Regions from separate parts of the Mus musculus genome. Here regions 1, 2 and 3 are each linked to region 4. Evidence: chromatin contacts called from public HiCAR-type and HiChIP or PLAC-seq data. All regions are on one chromosome and are shown on one strand. The core of a region is the stretch at or near the end of the contact, and the rest is flanking DNA. Distances in the headings are between cores, read along the strand shown. Region 1 overlaps Snf8 (SNF8, ESCRT-II complex subunit, homolog (S. cerevisiae)). Region 2 holds the start of Igf2bp1 (insulin-like growth factor 2 mRNA binding protein 1). Region 3 overlaps Fam117a (family with sequence similarity 117, member A). Region 4 holds the start of Phb (prohibitin).

What was found. HiCAR-type assays count read pairs that join an accessible place to other places. HiChIP or PLAC-seq counts read pairs in DNA pulled down with a chosen protein or histone mark.
Region 1: a contact with region 4 is called in an H3K4me3 HiChIP or PLAC-seq map of bone marrow-derived macrophages, with 6 times the contacts expected there. The contact joins the enhancer-like site here to the promoter of Phb in region 4. A contact is called at or near these places in 1 of 39 promoter capture datasets (neural stem cells), 5 of 484 Hi-C or Micro-C datasets (B cells, embryonic stem cells and stem cell-derived neural stem cells), 4 of 115 datasets of contacts at active chromatin or transcription factors (the SCID.adh cell line, astrocytes, bone marrow-derived macrophages and 1 more) and 1 of 9 other capture datasets (liver).
Region 2: a contact with region 4 is called in an H3K4me3 HiChIP or PLAC-seq map of bone marrow-derived macrophages, with 4 times the contacts expected there. The contact joins the promoter of Igf2bp1 here to the promoter of Phb in region 4. A contact is called at or near these places in 1 of 39 promoter capture datasets (HPC-7-derived erythroid cells), 1 of 484 Hi-C or Micro-C datasets (peritoneal macrophages) and 6 of 115 datasets of contacts at active chromatin or transcription factors (bone marrow-derived macrophages, cardiomyocytes, embryonic limb bud and 3 more).
Region 3: a contact with region 4 is called in a HiCAR-type map of astrocytes, with 2.2 times the contacts expected there. The contact joins the enhancer-like site here to the promoter of Phb in region 4. A contact is called at or near these places in 1 of 39 promoter capture datasets (the 3T3-L1 cell line), 6 of 484 Hi-C or Micro-C datasets (the AML12 cell line, cardiomyocytes, extraembryonic endoderm stem cells and 3 more), 4 of 115 datasets of contacts at active chromatin or transcription factors (astrocytes, bone marrow-derived macrophages and memory CD8 T cells) and 2 of 9 other capture datasets (adipose tissue and embryonic stem cells).

The regions. Positions count from the first base shown.
Region 1 is chr11:96,045,563-96,048,884 of GRCm38.p6, reverse strand. Snf8 (SNF8, ESCRT-II complex subunit, homolog (S. cerevisiae)) reads right to left here. Exons shown (of 8, transcript NM_033568.3): 7 at 2,531-2,605; 8 at 1,455-1,690. The coding sequence ends at 1,553. Ube2z (ubiquitin-conjugating enzyme E2Z) reads left to right here. Exons shown (of 7, transcript NM_172300.3): 7 at 1-1,454. Among named protein-coding and RNA genes, the nearest start is that of Snf8, 12 kb to the right of the region's middle. Within about 2 kb of position 1,259, at least 20 of the 459 cell types and tissues checked have an H3K27ac peak or open chromatin away from gene starts, as enhancers often do. A contact at or near this core is called in B cells and bone marrow-derived macrophages, where this site is marked.
Region 2 is chr11:96,004,506-96,007,920 of GRCm38.p6, reverse strand. It overlaps Igf2bp1 (insulin-like growth factor 2 mRNA binding protein 1), which reads left to right and starts at 1,977. Exons shown (of 15, transcript NM_009951.4): 1 at 1,977-2,462. The coding sequence starts at 2,288.
Region 3 is chr11:95,364,621-95,368,139 of GRCm38.p6, reverse strand. The region is part of intron 2 of Fam117a (family with sequence similarity 117, member A); the gene reads right to left. Among named protein-coding and RNA genes, the nearest start is that of Slc35b1, 18 kb to the left of the region's middle. Within about 2 kb of position 1,694, at least 136 of the 459 cell types and tissues checked have an H3K27ac peak or open chromatin away from gene starts, as enhancers often do. A contact at or near this core is called in adipose tissue, astrocytes, forebrain and 1 more, where this site is marked.
Region 4 is chr11:95,665,349-95,668,531 of GRCm38.p6, reverse strand. Phb (prohibitin) reads right to left here and starts at 1,575. Exons shown (of 7, transcript NM_008831.4): 1 at 1,490-1,575; 2 at 381-495. The coding sequence starts at 468.

The DNA.
Region 1 (3,322 bases), core at 10-2,509, 380 kb before region 4:
AGAAAGCAGAGAACTGGACAGGGACAGGTCACTTGGGGAGCAGTTTTGTTTTGGCTACATGGTGGCTGGGTCATGTGGAGGTTTGAAAGGGGACTCTGCTTCCAATTTCCCTCTTCCATTCCCAGAGCTAGTCCAGGGCTGAGGATGCCTTTGGTCTGTGGGTCCAGTGTTGTCTGTCATCCATTAAGTGTTCCCACTTTCAAGTGACAATCTTCTCCTTGGCCCTGCCATGGGGCAGAGCATGTCCGGCATAGCAGCCTGACTTTTATGCCCTGGTTTTAAGTTGAGGAAATATATGCACAGGAGTCAAAGAGATGTCTTTATATCTGACTGTACATAAATGAAGTTTTCTTTTTTTCCTTTTTGGTGCAATAAAGTTTGTTTTGGCAGAAGGAGGAAGCGCCTGTGGGTGTGGGAGGGTTTGTGTAAAGAAACGGAGTCACCTGGGCCAACCTGTCAGGAAGGAGTTTTTTGGCAGCTGAGTAGATGCATCTGTGGAAAGAACTACTTGTGGTGGGTTCCCTATCATTTGGAAGTGCAGGGCTATACTCTCAGCAGTCAATGACAGAACAACTAACCCTGAGTGGATACCAAAAGTAGCTTTCAAGATTGGGCGTGAGCATGTCCTGTGAGGGCAGATGGGAGTCAAGATGGGCCCAGGCTACAGGATGTCAGTGTGGAAAAGCCACTGTATTTGTGTCCAGATATTGACCCAGCACAGATCTGACAAGCTTGTAAGACTGGGTTATAAACTCTAAAAAGCCTTGTTTCCATTACCATCTCATTCAAATGCTGTGAGAGAATTTTGCTTTCTAACAGAAGGTGTTTCCTCTTGATTGATCATGAGTGCAGAAAGAAATAACCAGTGCATGTTCTGTCCTGCCAGCCTGTACTGTGAGTGCAATGATAGGGTAACGTGGGCTAGTAGAGCCTGGCTCTAGCTTTGGCACTGCCTCTGGCATTCACTCCCCTTTGAGCCAGATAACTGCTTAAGACGGTTGCTGTAAGGACAAATGGACAGTGTATATAAAAGAACAGGGTAGGTACTCAGCAATTCCCCACCTTGACCTGGTCAGGAAACAGTAAGGAATTTGGACAAATTACTGAACTGCAGTGGAACTGTTCCAGTTAAGTGCACCGCTTGCTTTCCTCTACCTAACACCAGACTTCAGTTTCCTTCACATAGAAGACTGCAAGACAAGTCACAGAGCAAAGTCTGCTAGGGTGGAAAGGAAATGAGGAAGAGCTTGAATTGGTGAAGTGGTGACTTGTTTCACAGCTATAATAAGGCTAGCCACAAGAAGCTACATCTTGGCCCAGCCCTGAGTCTAGATGTTTTACACAAGTCATTTTACATGTTGCTCAGGTTATCCTCACTGGATAAAAGAGGCTTCCTCCAAAACAGATGAAATGTGAAGGCACTTCTAAAAATAAATACTGGGGGAACAAAAAAATAACTTGGAATGAACTTTTTTTTATAAACAAAGTTGTCCAGGTTTATTCACAGACAGGGCATCTTCTGGCCTGCTGCTGTCTACCCCTCCACACTCAGTCAAGGGAAGGCTTCTTTGGCCTCCTCAGCTGATATCTCCTGGGAGTAGAGATCTGTGAAAAGAGCTGGCAGCCAGTAGTGGGCCTCCCCTGGAGCCTGCAGATCCAGCCAGGCCAGTCCTTCCTTCAGCAGGTGTTCCTGTTGGAAGAAACAGGACTGATATGAGAAAAGGGAGAGTAGTTATATTTGGGGAGCTAAGCAGCCCCCATACTTTAACTTTTGGGAAGTTTTCAGACAACTTACATGTGCCTTCATTCGTTCACACACCCAGAAGGAATTATGTTTGGCTTTGGCCAAGGCCTGAATGTTCAGCTGCAGTACAGTTGAAGTTAGTGAAAGAATGCAATGCTCCAACAGTGTATGCTGACACAGGGTCGAAGTCCCTGCCTCTGTCTCACTCCCCAGAGCAAGTGGAGATCAGTGTTCTGGATGGCTTTCAGATACTTTGCAGGGAGCAAATAGGAAGCACTAAAACTACAACTGACTCAGTTCCTAAGATAAGCTGTTGACTGTCCAACACATTTTAGGCACATATTTTCTCTCATTTCACAGAAGTGCAAAGACATGCTGAGATAAGGAAAAGGTACTGAAACACTGTTCATTCTGCTCTCTCTTCTGAACCTAAGTGTTTCACTAGTGCAAGCCTTTATATGCAAAATTATCCACCATATAATTTAATATGTAGTTTGTAATTACAGATAATTATCTCGTGGTTACCAATTCCCTTTGCTCTGTACTATTTTCAGTGCAAACTATATTTGTCATGCCCCTGATCAAGAGCTCCAGGTTCTATGTCTTTAGGAAAGTTGGTGGGTACCACTGGTCCCTCAGTAGCAAGTGTGCATTATCAAGGAAGAGGCCAGCTTTAGGGAAGTTCTGCCTTCTCAGTGTTACTGACAGATGCTGGGCTTCTTGATACAAAGTTAAGAGGGAATAAAGTAAGTCTGTCTCTAAACCCCAGGACCATCTGTCACATACCAGCACTTGCCGTGCTCGCTCCGTCTCCCATTTAAGACTGGTTTTGATTTCACTGACAGTCACATACCCGTTTTTCTGGAGGAAGGAATAAAGAGGAACTAAATCAGTTAAGAGTGCTGCCTGGAGCCCAGCACATGCCTAGAAGTAGGACATATATCTGGACAGGCTGCCCTTAAACAAGCCTGAGCATGCAGGAAAAGAATGTGAAAGTTCCTAACAGGTGACTTTCAGAATGGAGAGACTGTCGAGTTCATCCTCAAAAACTGGGTCCAGGGGCTTGGGGAGATGGCTCAGTGGTTAAGAGCGCCGACTGCTCTTCCGAAGGTCCCAAGTTCAAATCCCAGCAACCACATGGTGGCTCACAACCATCTGTAACGAAATCTGATGCCCTCTTCTGGTGTGTCTGAAGACAGCTAGACTGTACTTACATATAATAAATAAATCTTTAAAAAAAAAAAAAACTGGGTCCAAAGCACTAAGATACCAAATAACACCTCCATAGAGAACTCCAGAGCACACCAAGAGACTCAGAATGATGAGCCAGGAAGGAATGGGGATAATCATAAATTTCATCTAAATATTTAAATACGAAGCTGCTGTACCACCTCACCCTACCCATCTTCCAGCACAGAAAGCCCCTTGCTTATCTAATTTTGATCCATATTACAGAATTAAGAAAAATGAACACGTCTCTGTCATGTTTATGGGGATGTTTATGTTTCAGGCATGCTGAGAAACTGAGGCAGGGGGATGAAGTAGTTTAAGACATCAAAAGGGCAGTCTGCCCCAAGA
Region 2 (3,415 bases), core at 728-3,227, 340 kb before region 4:
ACTCAAAAGCCGAGTTGGAAGCCCTCCCCCGCCCCATTTCTTCCCGGCTCTCCGGGAAAACGAGGAGGGGGACAAAGGTGCTGGGTGTTGTGTTTTAACTCCCGACTTTCCGAATGGTAGGGAATCATCCGGCAGATGGGCGGTGAGCCGAAGTCGGAACTGGCTTATAGACTCTGCAAACGAAAAAAATAACAATAAAAAAATCCAAGCCATTTATATCGGTGCAGTCAACACGTGTTACGGAGGCGGCCCGGGCCGCAGGCGACTGAGACAATGGGATCGGGACGGGGGAAGGGGAGAGTGACCCCCTTCCTCACCTGCCCTCTCAAACGCGTGCCCCGACAACCCTCCTCCCACTTGCAGACTCGAGCGGCTCAAGGACCATCCCTTTTTCTAGGGGTGTTGTCGCCGGCCCCTTCTCCGCGGTGGCCAGGCAGGGGGCTTCTCCAGGGTCTCCGTGCCTCGCTCTCCACCTCCCTCTGGCGTCGATCCAGCCTCAGCCGCTGGAACCTCGGGTGTCCCCCGCGTAGAGCCGGGGATCCCGGTACTGAGTGTGCAACGCGTCCCGCGCTCCGCTGCGCGTCCGGGACTCCCAGCGCGCGGCCCCCTCCCCCACCTCACAGACGGGGTGCGACCGCCCACGTGTCGCCCCTCGCCCAGTCCGGTCTTTCCCTCGGGCTCCCGGAGCCTGAGGATCCGGAACGCGTCGGTCCTAGCGGAGGGAAGGGACCTGGGCGGATCCACTTCCCCCTCCCCACGGGGAGGGGGGAGGGCCGCAGCCCCCTCCCCCGCTGCTCGCTTCCTCAAGCGCGGAGCGGAAATTACCCCCTCCCCGCCCCGGGCTGACCTGGGGACGTGGGCGGGGCCTCTGCACCCCCTCCCCCGGCGGCCTTCCAAAATCCAGCACCCCAAAACTAAGTTCTGAGACCCACAGCCTGCGCATGGACCATCGCTCAGTGCATCGCGGGTAGAGCGGACGCAGGCGGGCGACGCCACCTGTCCGCTCCTTGCGTGGGGAGGGCGAGGGGGACCTCGGAGCTCAACCCGGTCCCTCCCTTCTGAAGCCAACCCCTCCGGTTCGGGGTCGATCGGTGGTGCGACCACCCCTCGTCGTTTTTCCCCCACCCAGTTGATCTTCGAGGATGCTCTCGAGCCGGGTCGTGCAGGCTTTCCCCCAAGGATGCTGGAGTGTTGTCATCCAGCAGCTGGACTGGGTGCAAGCCAGCTTTTCTCCAGTGGGGATCCCGAAACATGATTTCCTGCGGGTCCCTCGTTTTCAGGCGCTGTCTCTCGTGTCCCGTGTCCGCAGCTTCCCGATCCCGCGCTCTCAGGGTCCCCTGAATCAGGACCCGGGAGGCCAGCGAAGTCTAGCGGTGTAGCGGGAAAGACAGTGACCCCCTACTTAGAAACGTAGAGGAAAGGCGTCTTTCCTTTTAAATAACCGGTTCCTGCGACCCCCTCCTGAAGACCCCAGAGTCCTCAGCTTCTCTTTGTCTGTCTCGGCAGTCCCCCGCCTGTCAGTCGCTAGCAGTTTGCCGGGGTGGGGTGGGCAGCCCAGTCTCCACAAAACGAATAAAAAAATTACCGTACATTTTATTCCTAAGAACTGGGGGGATTTGGGTCGCCACCGCCCTCCCCCCGCCACCCCCCCCCCCCGTGCAGGTCGCTGTGGGGGCGGGGCGCCGCTTTAGGGGCCAGGTTCTTGCAAAGGGGGAGGGGGATAGGAGAGCTGGGGGGGGAACTCTGCTTCCACTTTCCTGGTTTACCCGTGGGGTGCGCTGAGTGCCGCCCCCAAGATTGGAGACTGTTGGGTTGGTCCGGGTTGGAGGGCCAAGGGGCCCGGTGGCGTCGGGGGTCTTTCCCTGCAGGGTGGGTGGGGGCTGTCACCACGTGGCTTCGCCTTTTTTTTTTTTCCTGCTCCATTTTTTTTTTTTTTTCAAGTCGATTTTATTTAGAGGCGGCGCCAGGGCGGCCGCGGAGAAACGTGACACACCAGCCCGCTCGCAGGGGTTTCGGACCGAAGGGAAGGAGCCGCGCCGCGTCGTCGTCAGCCTCCCCTGCACTCGGCGGGCACTTCTCCCGGGCTCACCCAAACTCTCCCGTGACCCCCGCGTGCCCTCAGGCCGCCCACCCGCCCGGAGCTCCGGACAACTTCAGGGGTGGGGTGCGTAGAAAGTTTGCGGCTCCCGCCGCCCGTCTCCACGCCTCTCGGCCTAGGAGGCTCTCCGCCCGCGCCCGCCCGGCTCGGCCTTGCCTGGAACCGTGTCCTTGCCCCGCCACCGCCACCATGAACAAGCTTTACATCGGCAACCTCAACGAGAGTGTGACCCCCGCAGACTTGGAGAAAGTATTCGCGGAGCACAAGATCTCCTACAGCGGCCAGTTCTTGGTCAAATCCGGCTACGCCTTCGTGGATTGCCCCGACGAGCACTGGGCGATGAAGGCCATCGAAACTTTCTCGGGTAAGAGCGCGGCCACCTCCCCGGAAAACACACACACACACACACACACACACACACACACGAAATCCCGGAACAACGGGGACCTGCAGCTCCTCTTTTCCTTGCCGGCCAACTCTTCCCGGGTCCGGGAGGGCTCGGCCTCCGTCTTCGGTCCCCAGCCTCGCCCGGCCTCCCTCGACGCCTTCTCCCGGCGCGGAGATATTCGGGATTTCCTCACCCCTTCCCCCAGCCCGAGGCGCTCGTGGCGGCTCCCTACACCCCTCCCCACCGACGGGGCGGGAGCCCCGGTTGGCAACTGGTGGGGGTGGGGGTGGGGGTGTCTCACGAACACTGGGGTTCGGGTATAGGCGTGGTTTCCCCGATTCCCCCCCGCCCCTAGTCAGCCCCCCATGCGCTAGAGCACCCCCAAAGCCCCTGCCCTCCGTCCCGGGCCTTTCCAGGATGGGGGTTCGCGCACCTCAGCTCTTCCCGCTTTAACTAGGGACTAAGCCCTGAGGCAGGACGTGGGAGGAAGGGGCTCCCGCCTCCCGCCCAAGGCCTGGGGCTTGAGCCATTTTGATTTGAAAGTGGGGCGTGAGCCGGGTGGCGCGGCGGCGGTGGCGGTGGCGGCGGCGGGTCGCCATGCTGCTTCCCGAGACGCCGAGGCTGGGCCGAGAGGCGCGCGGCTACCGCGAGGGACCCTCCGCCCCGGGCCGCGCCGCCCCGGGGGCCCTCCGCTAGCCCTGTGGCCCCGACCCGGCCTGGTCGCCTAAGCCCTTCACCGTGGCTCTGCTGGAAAATAAAGTTTTAATTCTCTACTCCCGCCCCACTTCGCGAAACGATCCTGCTTTCGCCTGTCTCCTTCCTTCTACTTCTGGAGCCGCCGAAGCAAGCGCGCTCACACAAACGCTCACACCTTTCCCAAATCTGAGCAGGCTGCTCAATCAGCCCACGTGATTAATGGAAATAAAACG
Region 3 (3,519 bases), core at 445-2,944, 300 kb after region 4:
TATGGCTGCAGGTGGCCAAAGCTGCCATTTCTACCTTAGCAGTGACTGGATAACCCTCAGATTTTCCATCATGGCCACATTTAAGTATTTGTTGTATTGTCAAACCATGCACTGACCCACTGGTCTTGGACACTAGTTTGGAAAACAGGCTCTGTGCCCAAGCCCTTATGCCCACAAAAACAAAAACAAACAAAAAACAAAACAATTTTTTAAAGGTCTGTGACGGTCACACTGGGTCATGTGCCATCAGGGAACACTGAGGCAGCAGCTCAGGGAAAGGCAGGACCCCTGCCCCTGATGCAGGAAAGACAGAAAGGAAGTCCTCTCCAGCCAGGAGGCTGCTCAGCCTCCGGCCTTTGGGATGCTCCCTGATGACGTCTGGTAAGAACTTAAGACTAAAGAAAAGTCAGAGGTAAATGGGAGCAGGAGTGGGGATCACAGAGGTTTCCCCACAATTAAGCAGAAATGGGGATGGAAAGAAGCGAGTGTGAGTGGAGCCAGGCAGGGGAGGTACCCGAGGTCCCTTCTGTGGGAAGGATGCCACCAGCTGGGGAACTTTGCTCAAACAGTCATCCCGGCTGTGGGAAGCCCACTTCCTCCCTCCAGAAGAGTACAAGGCTCATATACTTTGCCCAGTAAGAAGGGATAGAGGTAACCACAGCCACTGGCATGTGCTGCCATCACGAGCCCTGGCCAGGGCACAGCCACTAGGAGAGGCCAACTTAAAGCACTTGGTGGCCAGCTCTGGGTTCCCAGATGGCCTGGAGGAAGGGTGGGCCACAGAAGAGAAAACACACTCAAATAAACTGAGACAATTCTGAAAAACTTCTCTCAGACACAGGACTTCCTGCAGAAGATGGAGATGCCACAGGAAGTGGTGCTGGGGGGAGTGACTCCCTAGCTCTCGCTGGCCCTGTCTCAGGAAGCCACTGCTGGAAACACCTGTTCACACCTTTCACATTGGCCCTCTTGGCTCAAAGCAAGCCAGCTGGAAGTCTAGCTCAGAAGTACAGCATCTGGCTAGCATGTGCAGGCCCTGGGTTCCATCCCCAACATTGAAAAAGATACAAGCATCGAAGCCGTGGCCCCTCCCCAGGTGTCCCGGTTACACCCCTTCCTCCTTTCCAGAATAGCTGTTTTTGTTCCTCTTCCCTCATATGTGAGGAGCCTTGCTCCTACTCAGTCTACGGTTGTCTGAACATTGACTTGTACTTGACTGAAAACATGGAACATGGCCAGGAAGGGGATCCTGGGATCATAGCATTGCCATAGACCCAAGTGCTGAGCACTCTTCAATCTCTTCTGCCCTATGCACTAACAGGCCTGGAGCACACAGCACGCCCAGCTCTCTAAAGGCAGGTGCTCTGGGTCTGAGGCCTAGCTCTGACACTGGCTTGGAAGGAGCAAAGCCCTCTAGGGGAGGTTCTGGGAAAGAGCTGCTTAGCCTCAGCTGTAACTGAAAAGCACATTCCTGGGAGTGTCAGCAATGGCATAGCCTCTAACACAGGGAGGTTAGGCACCCAGGAGAACAGTAACAAGTACCTGCCATTAGGCTGGATGAAGCAGACCACGGAATGTTTCACTGCTATGGCTAGAGAGAAAGGGTGCGAGTGAGGGGCAGGGTAGGAATAGCTGGCTTGCTCAAAGCGACTGGGAAAGGTCTGGCATCCATCCACTCCTAACAGCTGAAAGGCTTTTAATGAACTCAGGATGTAGCTCAGTGGCAGAGCACAAGCACTTGCCTTGCCTGCCTGAAGCCCTAAGCTCTATCTATCTCCAGCATTACAACCCAACAAGCAAACCAACCAGACAGACAGACAGACAGACGGACGGACACACACACACACATACACACACACACAGAGGCATGCTTTCAAAGACCTTAATAGATCTAGATTCCCCACTCCCCTTTCCCTTCTCCACATTTCCTGAAAATTTCATCCATCCTCCTGGGTGATCTCTCGCTGTTCAGAAGGGATGCACAAGGCCTTCTGGGGAGATGGCAGTTGAGCCTAAAGCTTTCACAGTGTAATGCCAGTGCTAAATGTGGCAGCTTGTACCAGGCACAGGAGCCTCAAGCAGTAATTTGAGTGGAACCCAAGCCTAGGAGCAGAAACTTCCCTGAAGAGCAGGCCTGGGAGATGGGCAGAGCACATACTTGGGGTTGGATGCTTACACCGATCAGAATCCTCCCACCTCTTGCCTGCAGCCACAATATTGACAGGTTGCTAAGAGTTCCTCGAGCGAGGGCTGGAGCCCATCCCGGGAAAGAGGAAAGCTCGAGGGCTGGGCCTTGCCAGACCCATGGAGGCACATCGCTGACCTCTGTCTCGCTGTGGCAAGGAGCCCAGACTTGTTATATAAAAGATCTGGCCTGCAGCTGGAAGCCGAAGCAAAAACACGCAGCTCAGAACCCAGGCCACTCCAACTTGGCCAGAGAATGTCTGAGGCCAGCCCTGCCTGGGGTGACAGAGAGAAAGCTCCATGAGAAATAGGACAGCCACTGGACAGAGGCTGGCAAACAGGAAATGACCGAGGTAGGGATACGCTGCCTGATGTCTAGCAAAGCAAGATGCTCATGCATCCACCTACTTGAAGCAACATCAAGGTCCACCCCTGCAGGAAGCCCTCCGTGATTTACTACATTATCTGGCCTGAGCCATAGAGAAAGGAGTGTGTACTGCCAGGCTCACGAGGGATGAAGCATGCCCCTGTCTCCTTATCTAAGGATAAAGGGAGACCAGTGCAGGCTCCCGGAGAGCGCCTGCTCCCCTTCACCTCCTTCCTGCACTTCTACAGAGGACTGGCCATTGATATCACCTTACTGCTTTAACCTTGTTTCAATTCTTTTTGATACAACAAGGGGCATTTCTGGAAGACTCTTGCTCCTCTAGACTTTGCCAGACATCAGCCCCATGACATCCCTTGGTTGTCTGTTCTCGGGCCTTCAGGCAACTGGAAACCAGGCTCAAAGAAACCAAATCTTGTAACCATTGGAAAGGAGAGGGTGTTCAAATGTTCATTAGACACATTTGAAAGTGGATCTCATAAAAAGAAAGGAGCTGGTGGGATGAGCTGAGGAGGCAGAGCGAGCTGCATGGAGCATGGGGGTCCATACGACCCGGCTGTCATGCAACATGGATGGGGGCAGACTGGATACACTCTACACAGCAAAGGAAGAGCTGCCTCACCCCTTCTTGTCCTGTTACCCAGAATGAAGGGCTGGGCCAAGCTAGGTGTTCTTCCCTGCAAGTTGAAGAGGACTCAGCTTAAGCTGCCCCCAAAGGGAGCCTGGCTCTTACCAAACTTAAATGCTAAGAAGACTGAAATCCTAGGTCAGACTAAGAAACTTCTTTGGGTAATTTCCAGATGAGATTGACTTTTTTGCTCAAGTTAACAAATCTTATCCAAAAGATGGACACATGGGCTGGATGGTCTGTGGAGATCCCTTCCAAGGGCAGGACTGTTCATGAAAACACAGGAGAGAAAGCTGGGCTGTGCAGGACTCGGATGCCCTGG
Region 4 (3,183 bases), core at 326-2,825:
AGGCTGAGAACCCCTGCCTAAGTGATCATAGGCCTCTGATGACTCACAACCAGTATGTGGGGTAGCAGGTGAGTCCCCCTTAACCTCACACACCTTCAGACAGCAGCTAGCATCAGGAATGTCAAATGGGCTGTAGAGATGGCAAAGCGGTTAAGAGCACTGACTGCTCTTCCAGAGGTCCTGATTTCAATTCCCAGCAACCACATGGTGGCTCACAACCATCTGTAATGGGATTCAATGCCCTCTGCTGGTGGGTCTGAAGACAGCGACAGTGTACTCATATAAATAAAATAAATAAATCTTTTTTTTTTTTTAAAAGGAATGACACATGGGCTATGCAGATCAACAGAAACTATGCAGAAAGCTCTTCCGCGCCTCACCATTATACAAAGCAGAGTTCACCACGCCTCCTGCAACTGCCAACGCCAGGCCGAACTTTCCAATGGACTCAAACACTTTGGCAGCCATGACTCCTTCTGTTGCTTCCACTCACACCTAAACACGGGGTAAACATAAAACACTTTGACACCAGATTCTCAGAGAAAGCCCGCTCTGAGGCACAGAGTTCATGTCTCAACATACATTTTCATATGTCTACACCTGTGGGCCCAAACTCACTCACTGAACGCCCCATAACACTGACCACCTTGCAAACTGTAGATCATGTCTGCGTTTGTGGACGTGTTTCTTTACAACCATTCAGAGAAAGAGTCTGCGACACTTGGCTCAGCGTAGGAACGGTGCTTTGTACCCACGAGGAACTTAGTACACAGAAAAACCACACTCCCTTTTCCTAGACCAATAGGCCACAAGCGAGACCGGTGCTACACGGCTGAAGCCAACAACAAAAAGGGCAATTTCTGTTAACATTTAAGTTACACGGTCTCCGACAGCCTTGTTTAACCTTCAGTTACTTTATGAAGGTTATGACTGCTGAAGTGCATAGAGAGGTTATACTCTTAAGTAGTAGAACCAGGGTTAGAATGAGAAGACCGAATTCTAGAAGACATTGTAGAACTCCTCCCCATACCAGTTAATAGGAAAGCAGGGGCTGGCAGGGGTGCAGCGAGGCAGAGCGGTGAAGGACTGGAGGTGGGGCTGCGGCGGGACGGGTGGGGGCACGTAGCTGACAAACTAGAAACCAGTTAGCCTTGAACTTTTTAATGTCCCGCCCCTGCGTCACCCTTGGTACAATCCTCAAACTCGCCCTCCCCTTTCTCAGACTTCAACTGCTTGTGTATCGGGATTTCTCCATGCACATTTATCCTCTGTCTCTGACATCCAGCTCTTTTTACTCCACCAGCTTCTGGATTTTTCCTCATCCTGTCCCCTCCCCTTGCACATTCCTAACTCCTTCTGGACCGAGATTTCCCCCTTCTCCACTAGGCGTACCCACACATGCATCCCATGCCCTCATTGTACATAGGAAAGCAGAGGCAGGCTACAGGGACATAGGACCAGAGGCCTCTACCGCTCCTACCACGCTTACCTGCTTTCACTCTGACCTCCACATGAATTCCCCAGCTCCGGATACTGCGCGTGCGCCAGGCAGCTCCTCCCCCCCCCCCGACCCCCGCCTCTTCAAGATCCGACCCTTCAATTGGTGAAGCCGAGCGACGTGCATTCTGGGAAACGTGTTTTGCAGTCTTCCGCGGGCTCTGTGGCTTTAATGAGGTCAACTACAACTCCCAAAAGATCATGCAGCAACGGGCTCTTTCAGGAAACCCGTTTCTGACTGGTGAGAACGGATGGGATGTTGCCGCAAAGCCTTTCGGGAGTTGTAGTTCCTTGGTAATATATGCACGTGCCTATTCCTCAAGGAGGTGGTTCCAGAAGCCGGAAGCAGACTGGATCGGAAAGGAGTTGGGCTTCCACTTGGTAGAGGAAATCACAAGGTGGTGAAGGAATGGGTGGGCATTTTGGATAAAGGTGAGGTAAAATAATTCATGCACTGAGAGACTGCTAGGGAAGTTAAGGACAGCCCTCAGGGACGTAAGATGTTGATCTTCCAAGCCACTCCATAACCTTAAAAACGGCTTAGAAAGAAGAGGAAGGGAGTCGGTCATTCAGGTCTTGCAATACTTCAGTAAAGGCTCTTGATTTAGGGTCTAAATCTCTGGGCATCTTTTTTTCCAAGTTATATTCGAGGAATTGCAAAAAAGGGACGGAGATCATGTGTATGGCTTCTCAAGTTCACCTGTTGTCAACAATTTGCGTATTTGTTGTTGTTTTTGTTCCATCTCCTCGCCTCCCTCCACTTTTCTCTTTCTCCTACTATTCTCTAAGATCAAGGATATCTATCCTCTTACTTTTTGTTTTGTTTTGTTTTTTGTTTTTGTTTGTTTGTTTGTTTTCGAGACAGGGTTTCTCTGTGTAGCCCTAGCTGTCCTGGAACTCACTCTATAGACCAGGCTGGCCTCGAATTCAGAAATCCGCCTGCCTCTGGCTCCCAAGTGCTGGGATTAAAGCGTCCGCCACCACGCCCGGCTACTATCCTTTTACTTAAGTAAATATTATCCATGTCTGCATTCCAATTTTGCCAATTAAGCAAATAGTGACTTTTATAGCATTCCTCTCCATGACACAAATCTAAAATGAAGTAGTTTATTTTTTTGGGCTTGTTGCTCCCGAAATACAAACTCTCCTGAGAATATCTGTAAAGAACATGAAAACCCCTGGCACTGTGGCGCAATGGATAGTGCATTGGACTTCTAAGAAAGACCTGCTCCTTATTCTTAGCTTAACTTTTATTTAAAAGATAAAATGCAATTTTAAATTTGCAATCGGTATTTATTTCTTATTAAAATATAAGAAGCCAGATATACATTTAAAAGAAAGGAAGAAAGAAAACGAACGAACGAACATGAAAGCAAGCTAGGTGCAGTGGTGCACGACTTCAATCCCAGCACCCAGGAGGCAGAAGCAGGTGGCATCTGAGAGAGAGAGAGAGAGGGAGAGAGGGAGAGAGAGAGAGAATGTGAAGACACAAGGAAGACTATTGGGGTGGAAGAGAGACTGGAAGGGCCTGGGGAGGGTAAATAAGGTGGTGAATATAAGTGAAATACTTAAAATTAATAAAACAAATACATTTTGTTAGAAAAAAAAAAGTGTGATGGCCGGGCAGTGGTGGTGCATGCCTTTAATCCCAGCACTTGGGAGGCAGAGGCAGGTAGATTTCTGAGT